Linked DNA regions of Oryctolagus cuniculus: region 2 is linked to region 1. The links are chromatin contacts, called in public Micro-C maps. All regions are on one chromosome and are shown on one strand. The core of a region is the stretch at or near the end of the contact, and the rest is flanking DNA. Distances in the headings are between cores, read along the strand shown.

The links. Hi-C and Micro-C count contacts between places; a contact is called where the count stands out from the background.
Region 2: a Micro-C map of ear pinna shows a contact between it and region 1, with 4 times the contacts expected there. The contact joins two enhancer-like sites. A contact is called at or near these places in 3 of 6 Hi-C or Micro-C datasets (ear pinna, embryonic fibroblasts and an unstated tissue).

The regions. Positions count from the first base shown.
Region 1 is chr19:25,275,399-25,280,026 of mOryCun1.1, forward strand. RMI2 (RecQ mediated genome instability 2) reads right to left here. Exons shown (of 3, transcript XM_002711750.5): 2 at 1-4,628. Among named protein-coding and RNA genes, the nearest start is that of RMI2, 9.2 kb to the right of the region's middle. Within about 2 kb of position 1,888, at least 1 of the 8 cell types and tissues checked has an H3K27ac peak or open chromatin away from gene starts, as enhancers often do.
Region 2 is chr19:25,572,039-25,576,666 of mOryCun1.1, forward strand. CLEC16A (C-type lectin domain containing 16A) reads right to left here. Exons shown (of 26, transcript XM_051847427.2): 6 at 3,300-3,405; 7 at 1,521-1,644. Among named protein-coding and RNA genes, the nearest start is that of CLEC16A, 29 kb to the right of the region's middle. Within about 2 kb of position 2,278, at least 1 of the 8 cell types and tissues checked has an H3K27ac peak or open chromatin away from gene starts, as enhancers often do.

The sequences.
Region 1 (4,628 bases), core at 638-3,137:
ATGTGGGCCACCAGCTGCCGCCTCCCAGGTGCACCCACCAGGAAGCTGGATTGCAAGCAGAGTTGGGACTCGATCCCAGGCACTCTGGTGTAGGACATGGGTGTCCCAAGCAGTGCTTTAACCCACTGTGTCACGATGCTGGCCCTGAATGTGACACTGAGAGGTTCTCATGGGCCTAGCATTTTAGGTTCTGCCTAACTCACATAAGTCCTTTTGTGGAATCAGCTGTATCGTTTCCCCCGACCCCTTTATATTCAAGTCTTCCTTCTGTGCTTCAGAGTAGGGGACCCAAGACTCCAGCCGGCACCATTGGGCTCATCAGGTCCATTAAGACAGCACAGGATGGAGGCCACCGCGTGGGACGCCAACATCCCCCATCAGAGCACTGGTTCCAGTCCCAGCTGTTCTGCCTCTGATCCAGCTGCCTGCTGATGCATCTGGGAACACAGCACGAGATGGCTCAGCACTTGAGCCCCTGCCACCCCTGTGGGAGATCAGATGGAGTTCTGGGTTCCAGGCATCGGCCTGGCCCAGCCCCGGCTGTTTGTGGCCATTTGGGTAGTGACCCAGCACACGGAAGAGTTCTCTGTCACTCTGCCTTTCAAATCATCTCTAAAAAAAAGTCCCACAATGCTTGATCCGAAAGGTTGTCTAGGCCTGGCCTGTGGAGGGACTCCTTTCATTAGAAAACTGCAGTGGGTCAAGTGCAGACTCAAGAACACCACACCCTTGCCTGTGCATTTCCTCTGTCTTACCAACTGCCCACCTGTGTGGTGCTGGGCAGGCTCAGAGAGAAGTAACAGAGGGCCGGCATTGTGGTGCCGTGGGTTAAGCCTCTGTGGCACTAGAATCCCATATGGGCACTAGTTCGAGTCTCGGCTGCTTCATTTCTGATCCAGCTCCCTGCTAATGCGCCTGGGAAAGCAGCAGAGGATGCCTCAAGTACTTGGGCCCCTGCCACTCACTTGGGAGACCTGGAAGAAGCTCCTGGCTCCTGGCTTCAGCCTGGCCCAGTCCCAGCCACTGTAGCCATTTGGGGAGTGAACTAGCAGATGGAAGCTTTCTTTCTCTCTCTTCTCCCTCTGTAACTCTTTCAAATAAATGAATAAATACATCTTTTTAAAAAAACCCACAGAACTAAAAAAAATCCATGAATAAGATAGAAAAGAGATGAGTATGAGGATCATAGCTCTGGAAGCCCCCCCGCCAGGCAGAGCCCCCGCCGCTCTCAGAACAACTCCTGTAACTAGAGACCTGCGCTCGGGACGGGGGTCTACCAGCCGCCACCCACTGCACGGGCTGACTTCCAAGCCCGGGGTCGGAGGGGAAGCGACAGCCCCAGGACTGGACCCCACTGTGGCAACCTTGCTGTCTCTCTTGTCCTGAGCAGGCAGGGCCAAGGGGGCAGTGTTCTTTCGCACAAGATACTTGCTAAATGTAGGTCACCAGGGATGAACAGGCACTTCCCTTTCATTCTTGCCAACAGGCACCGTTTGGATGTGGCCTGAGGTTTGGCCAAGAGAGTCCTACCCATTTGGTGATCCTCAGATGGCACAGTTGTGGCCCTTGTAACGTGTAGGCGACTCCACACGCAGTGGCTTCCACTTCCCATTTCTATTTAACCAGCTCATCCAGAAGCAGCTCAGATCAGACAGTCAGTTCTCTCTTGTGGTCATTCCTGAAGCACAGGGACTTTGCTGTAATATTGAAGCTTTACAAGAACATGCAACAGAAAGAAGCAATCTACAGCCAGCTCAATGAGGGTTTCGTTTTTTCTTTTTTGGGTAATGTAAAGCAGTTCCAAGAAAAGTGACATCACAGGCTAGGTTGCTGATCTTCAGTTCTTAGAAAAGAGCTCATTTCAGAAGGGAAGCCGCACGCCGGAGTGCACAGGCCTGCCGTTGTCTGGTGGGCGGTGCTGGCTGCTCGGCGCTGGGTTGGCACCAGCGAGCTAAAACCTCTGATGCCTTTTCATTCGGTGATGTCAAGGAGGAAGCACGAACCGCAACAGTGAGAGTTGTTAACATGCAGAGGAACCACACAGCTGGCTCCTGCTTCCAGCCTGGAGGGAAATTCAGCCGCTTCGGGGACTGCTGGAAAAAAACACCTGGCTCCCTCCTTCCCCACGGCCATGCTCCCGAGACCGCTTACTGCCCAGGCATCAAGGTCAGCCCCAGCACGCCCTTCTAGCCGGGCATCAAGTACCAGAAGCTGGGCGAGCACACACTGGGCAGGACATGGTGCCGCGGTTCTCGGCAGCTGGCGGCAGTTTTCTAGCAGAAAAACAGGCTTAGGGTAAGGAGTGGAACAGCAGCAGGACAGAGCAGACCAAGATCTTAGGGGATCTACCACACTCCCGGTTCAAGGACTACTACTGGAACCCCCTGATACTTTTATGACAAAGTTAAACCAAAAAACATTATTTGAGGGGCCAGCGCTGTGGTGTCGTGGGTTAAACTGCGGCCTGCAGTGCTGGCATCCCATGTGGGCGCCGGTTTGTGTCCCGGCTGCTCCACTTCTGATCCAGCTCCCTGCTAATGTACCTGGGAAAGCAGTGGAGGATGGCCCAAATGCGTGAGCCCCTGTACCCACTTGGGAGACCTGGAACAAGCTCCTAGCTTCTGGCTCCGGACCAGCCCAGCTCTGGCCGTTGCAGCCATTTGGGGAGTGAACCAATGGTTGGAACATCTCTCTCTCTGTCTCTCCCTTTCAAATAAATAAATAAATAAATAAATCTTTAAAACACATTATTTGAGAATCAGAGACAGAGAAAGCCAGTTTCCATCTTGCAAGGGTGGGGGTTGGATGGGTCCCAAATCTGAGAACACAACCCATGTCTCCCACGTGGGTGGCAGGAACCATTATTTGAGCCATCAGCACTGCCTCCCAGGGAGTTGGAGTCAGGAGCAGCAGCCAGGCATCAAATCCTGGCACTCCCACGGCAGACACGGGCGTCCTAACTGCATGGAATGTGGTGTTGTCCATGGGACCCTGGAACAGGAGAGGACATGAGGGAGAAACTAAAAAATCTGACTGCAGTGCAGGCTTGGATTAACAACTAACCTCAGCAGAGGCCCACGAATTGTAATAAATGCCCTTACTTGTGTAAGAGGGTAATGACGGGGAAGTTGGGTACTCGTGTATGGGAACACTTTATACTGTTGTTGCATTTCCCATAGGTCTAAAACTTTCAGAATAAAGTGTATGCACACATCCACAAGGGTACTTCAGAAAGTTCATGGAAAATGGAATTAAGAGTTTATTTTGGTACAAAAAAATTTTTTTTAAATCCATGCACTTTTTTTCTTAATCCACATTTCCATGAACTTTGTGGAAGACCTCTTGTAGGCAGAGATGTCAAATTTTTTTGGTCCCAACATAAATTTATCTTCTAATTCCATCTTCCCATCAACTTTCTGAAGTATCCTTTTTTTTTTTTTTTTTTTTTTTTTTTTTTTTTTTGTGACAGGCAGAGTGGATAGTGAGAGAGACAGGGAGAAAGGTCTTCCTTTTGCCGTTGGTTCACCCTCCAATGGCCGCTGCGGCTGGCGCACCGCGTTGATCCAAAGGTAGGAGCCAGGTGTTTCTCCTGGTCTCCCATGGGGTGCAGGGCCCAAGCACCTGGGCCATCCTCCACTGTACTCCCGGGCCACAGCAGAGAGCTGGCCTGGAAGAGGGGCAACCGGGACAGAATCCGGCGCCCCGACAGGGACTAGAACCTGGTGTGCCGGCGCTGCAGGCGGAGGATTAGCCTAGTGAGCTGCGGCGCCGGCCCAAGTATCCTTGTATTTCAAAGGATGCAAGGGAGAACTTGCTGCTCCTCCCAGCAACAACAATTTAGCACCTGCTGTCTGCCTGGCACCGTAATGAGCGACTTACACAGCACCTTCACTGACTCCTCACATCCACCTGTACCGTGAGCTGTGCAGGCTGTGCATCTCAGATAAGGAAACTGAAGAACGGAGAGGTCGGGACCACGCTCATAGTCACACAGGAAGTTGAACAACAAGGGGGGGCGTTGTAGACAGGTGAAGCTGCCACTCGGGAACCCTGCATCCCATACTGGAGCGCCTGGTTCAAGTCCGGGCTACCTTCTAGCCAAGTTCCTGATGATGAATGTCCTGAGCAACAGCAGGTGATGGCTCAAGAGCTTGAGGTCCTACCACCCCCATGGGACGCCTGGGGGCAGTTCTGAGCTGGCTTCAGCCTGGCTCAGCTCTGACTACTGCAGGCATCCGGGGAGTGAACCAGCAGGTGGAAGATCTTTCTGTCATTCTGCCTTTCAAATAAAAGAACTTTTTTTTTTTTTAATAAATGAAATTTAGCAACAAATTAAGGGTCCACTCAGGTCTACAGGCCTGCAAAGCTCCCATTAAAGCTCAGCTATTGGGCCAGTGCTGTGGCACAGCAGGTTAAAGCCCTGGCCTGCAGTGCCAGCATCCCAGAGGGGTGCTGGTTTGAGTCCTGGCTGCTCCACTTCCAATTCAGCTCCCTGATAATGCATCTGGGAAAGCAGCGGAGGACGGCCCAATTCCTTGGGCCCATGCACCCATGTAGGAGACCCGGAAGAAGCTCCTAGCTCCTGGCTTCGGATCGGCTCAGCTCTGGCCATTGCGGCCATGTGGGGA
Region 2 (4,628 bases), core at 1,028-3,527, 300 kb after region 1:
AGTAAATCCATGTTGGAAAGTCTAACAGGAACCCACAGTGTACCCGAGATAATGACCATTCGTACACAAGGCTTCACGTTTGCCCTGCTCCATAAAATACGTGGGAGATATTTTTTATTAGGATATGTAATGCACTTCACTTTTTGATACTTTAATTAAAAACATTTTACCAAAGTAGGGTATGCAAATGGGTTCAGACTCAAGTAGCATTGAAAAGTTGCTGACACCGAACAGCAGCTGCTGGCCCAGCCTCCACCACCCTCCCTCCTCCAGCCAAGACAGTTTCTAACACTCTGAGCTCTGTCTGCAGGTAGCTCCCCCATGTCCTACAGAATCTGCGTGGCCCTCCGTTTCATGACTGCACCATGCTGACACCATCTGTGGGCCTCCCGTGAGACAGAGCTGTGTTCCTGCCACCTCTGCCCCAGTAGTCGCTGTGGGTAACTGGCGTGGGACTCCTGACTGCTCCCTACAGAGCCGAGAGAAGACCGCACGTTACATCTTGCACCCACGGCTGTTGGTGTCCACGTGGGCTCCTCTTCCCCTACATGCCAGGGAGCAGCCATCGAGCTGGCCTTGCTCCCTGCCCAGCACCGCTAACACCGTTGCTGTCTTGCTCTTCTCCCTCTGAGCTCCCTCCTGGGTCCCTCCAGCATCCTGGCCTCCATCTCGCAGCACCGACCACCAGGCCTGGGCACAGCTGTCACTCTGGGGCAGTGGTTCCCAACTGAGCGGGACTTTTGCCTTAAAGAGGGCCTTTGGCAATGTCCAGAGACATCTGTGGTTCTCACACTAGGGAAGGAGTGTTTCTGGTGTCTCGCAGGCAGAGGCCAGAGAAGCTGTGTTCCCTCCCAAATACCCCCTCACAAAGCACTTAGTGCCAAGGCAGAGGAGGACAAAATCACCACCTTCGAGTGTTTTTTTAAACAGATGTAATTCACACACCATAAATCTGCCCGTTTACAGTACACACACAATAACTTACTCAGTTGTCCAACTGTCCTCACAATCACCTTGAGCACAGTCTCATCTCTCTGCAGGAAGTCCTCCGCTCACTGGCACGGCTCCCCACAGCCCCCGGGCCGCCTCTCTGCCCGACCCCACGCCCCAGGACCTGCTCATCTAGACCCTGAGGATCAGCCTTTCTGAGCATTTTATACCAACGAACCGGCAACGGGTGGCCCTGTGTGTCTGTTCCTTAGCACGAGGCTGGCAGGCTCACCCGTGTCTGGGCACGAGCCGGGACTCTGCTCCTGCCTACTGCCTAATGTCACTCTACTGGACCAGAGTCTGATTACCTGTGCGCCAGCTGATGGATCACCTGACCCCCTGCCCGAGAGCCTGCATGTACCTCCCTTGCTCTCTCCAGGAGGCCTCTAAGTCCTCGTTAGCTTCCCGCTGAGCGAGCAGGCGAGCGGGACCTTCTGCAGAAGTCTCTGCTCTGCCTGCACACAGGGGAGCACGGCTCCTCCCCGCCGGCCGCCCGGCTACCTGCTCAGCATGCCGGGAACGCCACTTACTCCTCGTCAGTCTGCACACAGTTATCAAGCTCGATCACGTGGCTCCCGATGAACCAGACCAGGTTGGAGAAGTACGGGACAGCAGTTTTATCTCTGATATAGTGCAGCATGGCCTGGTTATCCACTGAGAAAATTCACAAAAGAAAAGGAAAAAAAGTCAAGCTACCAAAAATAACTTGGCAGAGATTAAAAAAAAAAAACCAACAAACCAAAAAAAACCACACTGAAAAAGCCCTCTGCTATAATCTGAAATTGTCTTCCCTAGAAATACTTGAAAATGTTTATCTTATTCATAAAATTATCAAGGCAGTGCTTATGCTATTTTTATAATTATTAAAATAAATCAGTTGGGCTAAACATTTGTCGTGCCTTGTTCAGGCTGCATATCAGCAGTGGATTTAACTAGGACTGCAACGAGAATGCCCACATTCTCAAGCCAGCTGCCTGATTTACATGTAAGGATAAGTCAAGAAAGCAGAAAACCAGAAGTTAAAAACTTACATGACACTGGAATAAGGAACACGGGAATCGTCATTGAAGGAAAGGCAAAAAACAGACAACAATTAACAGGGTTAGGAACCGGGAAGGGAGACAGCGCGCAGAGGAAGAGCAAGCTGGGGCGGCAGGCGCCTAACCCGAGATCCACAGGTTAGAGGAGAACACGAGGAAACAGAGCAGGCCAGCGGGACTGGCCCCCGCCCGGGCCGGGCTCGCAGCTCGGAAGCCTGCCAGGTGGCCCCGGGAGGGAAGCCCCCAGCCCGCTGTGTGCGCCAGGGAGTCCAGGCCTCAGTTTCTAAAGGAGTGGCTATTTTTTGGCTCCAGCTGACTCCTGCCTGGCAGGACCGAGGTCCAGGAAGAGCCAGATCTCCATCCTCAAGTCAGAAACCCAGACTGTCGTGCAAGATCTTCCAAGCTCTAAAGACAGGCAACTATGTACTCTTCCAAAAGCCCTCTAAGCCCATGGAGACGTGCCTGAGGGCTGGGCTTGCCTTCAAGCCCTCAGTTTGCAACTCTGGATGGAGAGGCTCTTAACTGAATATCCTCGCAGAACGAGGCTGGACTGAGTCCCTGGGGAGCACCCCACCCCACTCAGGGTCATCTCAAGTAATAAGATCATGACTCAAGAAGACCAAAGCCAGGCAGTGACCTGGCACCAGGCACAACTTCCAGGGCATGGCCTTTGAAAGGCAATTCCAGTTGAGGACACTGTGGCCGGCCAGCCTTCGTGCCAGCGCAGAGGAGCTGGGCGAAGCCTTCTTCTGCACGCACTGTTTTGCGCAGGAAGTAAATCGTAAAATAAATAAATAAATACCCAGGAATTTGGAAGTGCTGGGCTTTACAGCCAGTTAGGAATACAACACTGCCCCCTGTTGTTTGTGAGGTGAAATGTCTAAAGATAAAATACCCCCTCCCTAACATTAAAGATACAGTATTTAGATAAAACACCCCCTAACTGTACTGAAGTATACATATAATTTACAAGCCAAAACATAAAAATGCAACTCTCCGTTTAAAAGGCAACTTTGCTTGTCCAGTCCGAATCCCACTTGCCTCACGGGACACCTGCTTTCAGTGCTGGAGTTTGAACATGCGCAAAGGGCAGCGGCAGAGTGACACGAGGGGCCGGCCTTCCGTGAGCCATGCAGCCCGGGGCTACCAGAGATGAGCACCCGCCCCCCCCCCCCCGTGCCTTTGGGCGAAGTGTGTGCAGACACACGGGAGTGAGCCCTTGTAGTCACATCACAAGTCAGCCCAGGCCCGAGCCGCCAGGAAACTTACCTTTGTAGACATTCAAAGTTATGGTTCTTACAGCAATTCTAACCATGCTTTCAGGGTGGTTGAAAAACTTGATGGCTTCCGTGTACAGGGCAAAGTCATTGGTGTGCTAAAACAAAGACGGACCACAGATGAGGTACGGCCCCACGAGGCAGGCCCCACCCTGGCGCTGGGAGCCATCAGAGACCTCCAAGTGAGACAGTGTTGCCGCCATGAACCTCAAGTCAGTGGTTCATTCTGGACAAGGCGTGTGAGAAGGGAGGCGAGGCCACGGGAGAACAGAGCAGGGTCCAGATAACAACCAGGTCTGGGTCCACACCCGCCCGGCACGCGGCTGTGAGGCGATCCTTTCTCGTCCATAGAACGGGGGTGGTAATAGCCCCTTCACTGCTGTTGGGATGAAACGCGATCACGTCCAGTGCAGCGCTTACCCCTGCACCCGACACCTAGCGTGCGCCTGGTAGCAGCCTGGTCACTTTCCGCTGCTGCTGCAGCTCCGCAGGATTAAAGGCACAGCCTCTGGTGAAGCACAAAGGTATAAACTGTGCCCTGGAGGGGGAGGCCCGAGGAGCCTGCTGCTGTTAGAAGGGATAAGGAGCCACAGAAAACCCCGTGCACCGGGAGCTGGCGCTGGCGTCCCCAGGGACAGGCTCTGCTGCCCTCCTGTGGCCAAGCTTCCCAGGAGGCTCCGGGATCCACTCTGAGGACACCCAGAGCAGCGCAGGACAGTGAGGGGAGGGCAGGAAGCCACTGCTCAACCTCCAGACCAGTCTTCGCAGGCTGGCCGTGGGTGAGAGTGCGAGACAGCACTGACAAAGACCACGCTGCTCCAAGGAGGTATCAAGCCAGCCCCCAGCAAGTGGCAACCTTTACACGGGTCCCCATGGAAGGGAAGACCAGGCCCACCCCACGAAACAAGGCCCTGAGTCTCCTCTGACGGCCAGGAGGCCGCTCCTGCAAGGCGTCCCTCTCAGCCCACAGCCCAGCTTCGCTCCCCCAGCCTGGGGCACAGAGCCCAGCGGCACCAAGTGCAGCGGAATTCAGGCCTCTCTGGCTTGAGCTTTCACGGCACCTTCGGGAGAACGCCGACACGCTCCATCTGATCTTGGGTGTTTACTGAGCACCTACGATGTGCTGGGCGCCGGTCCACACAAGAATTCTCCAAACCGCCAACACTTCAGGGCTGTGAGTTAGTGTTTCTTCCCTCAGAAGGCAGCTCTTCTCCTCCGAGGGGAAACAGTGGCAGTGAGCACTCCGGAGTGCTCCACAGCGTCCACTCTACAGTGAAAGTCAACGCTCAGGCTGCTGTCGCCACATTAGAAGGAATTCGGA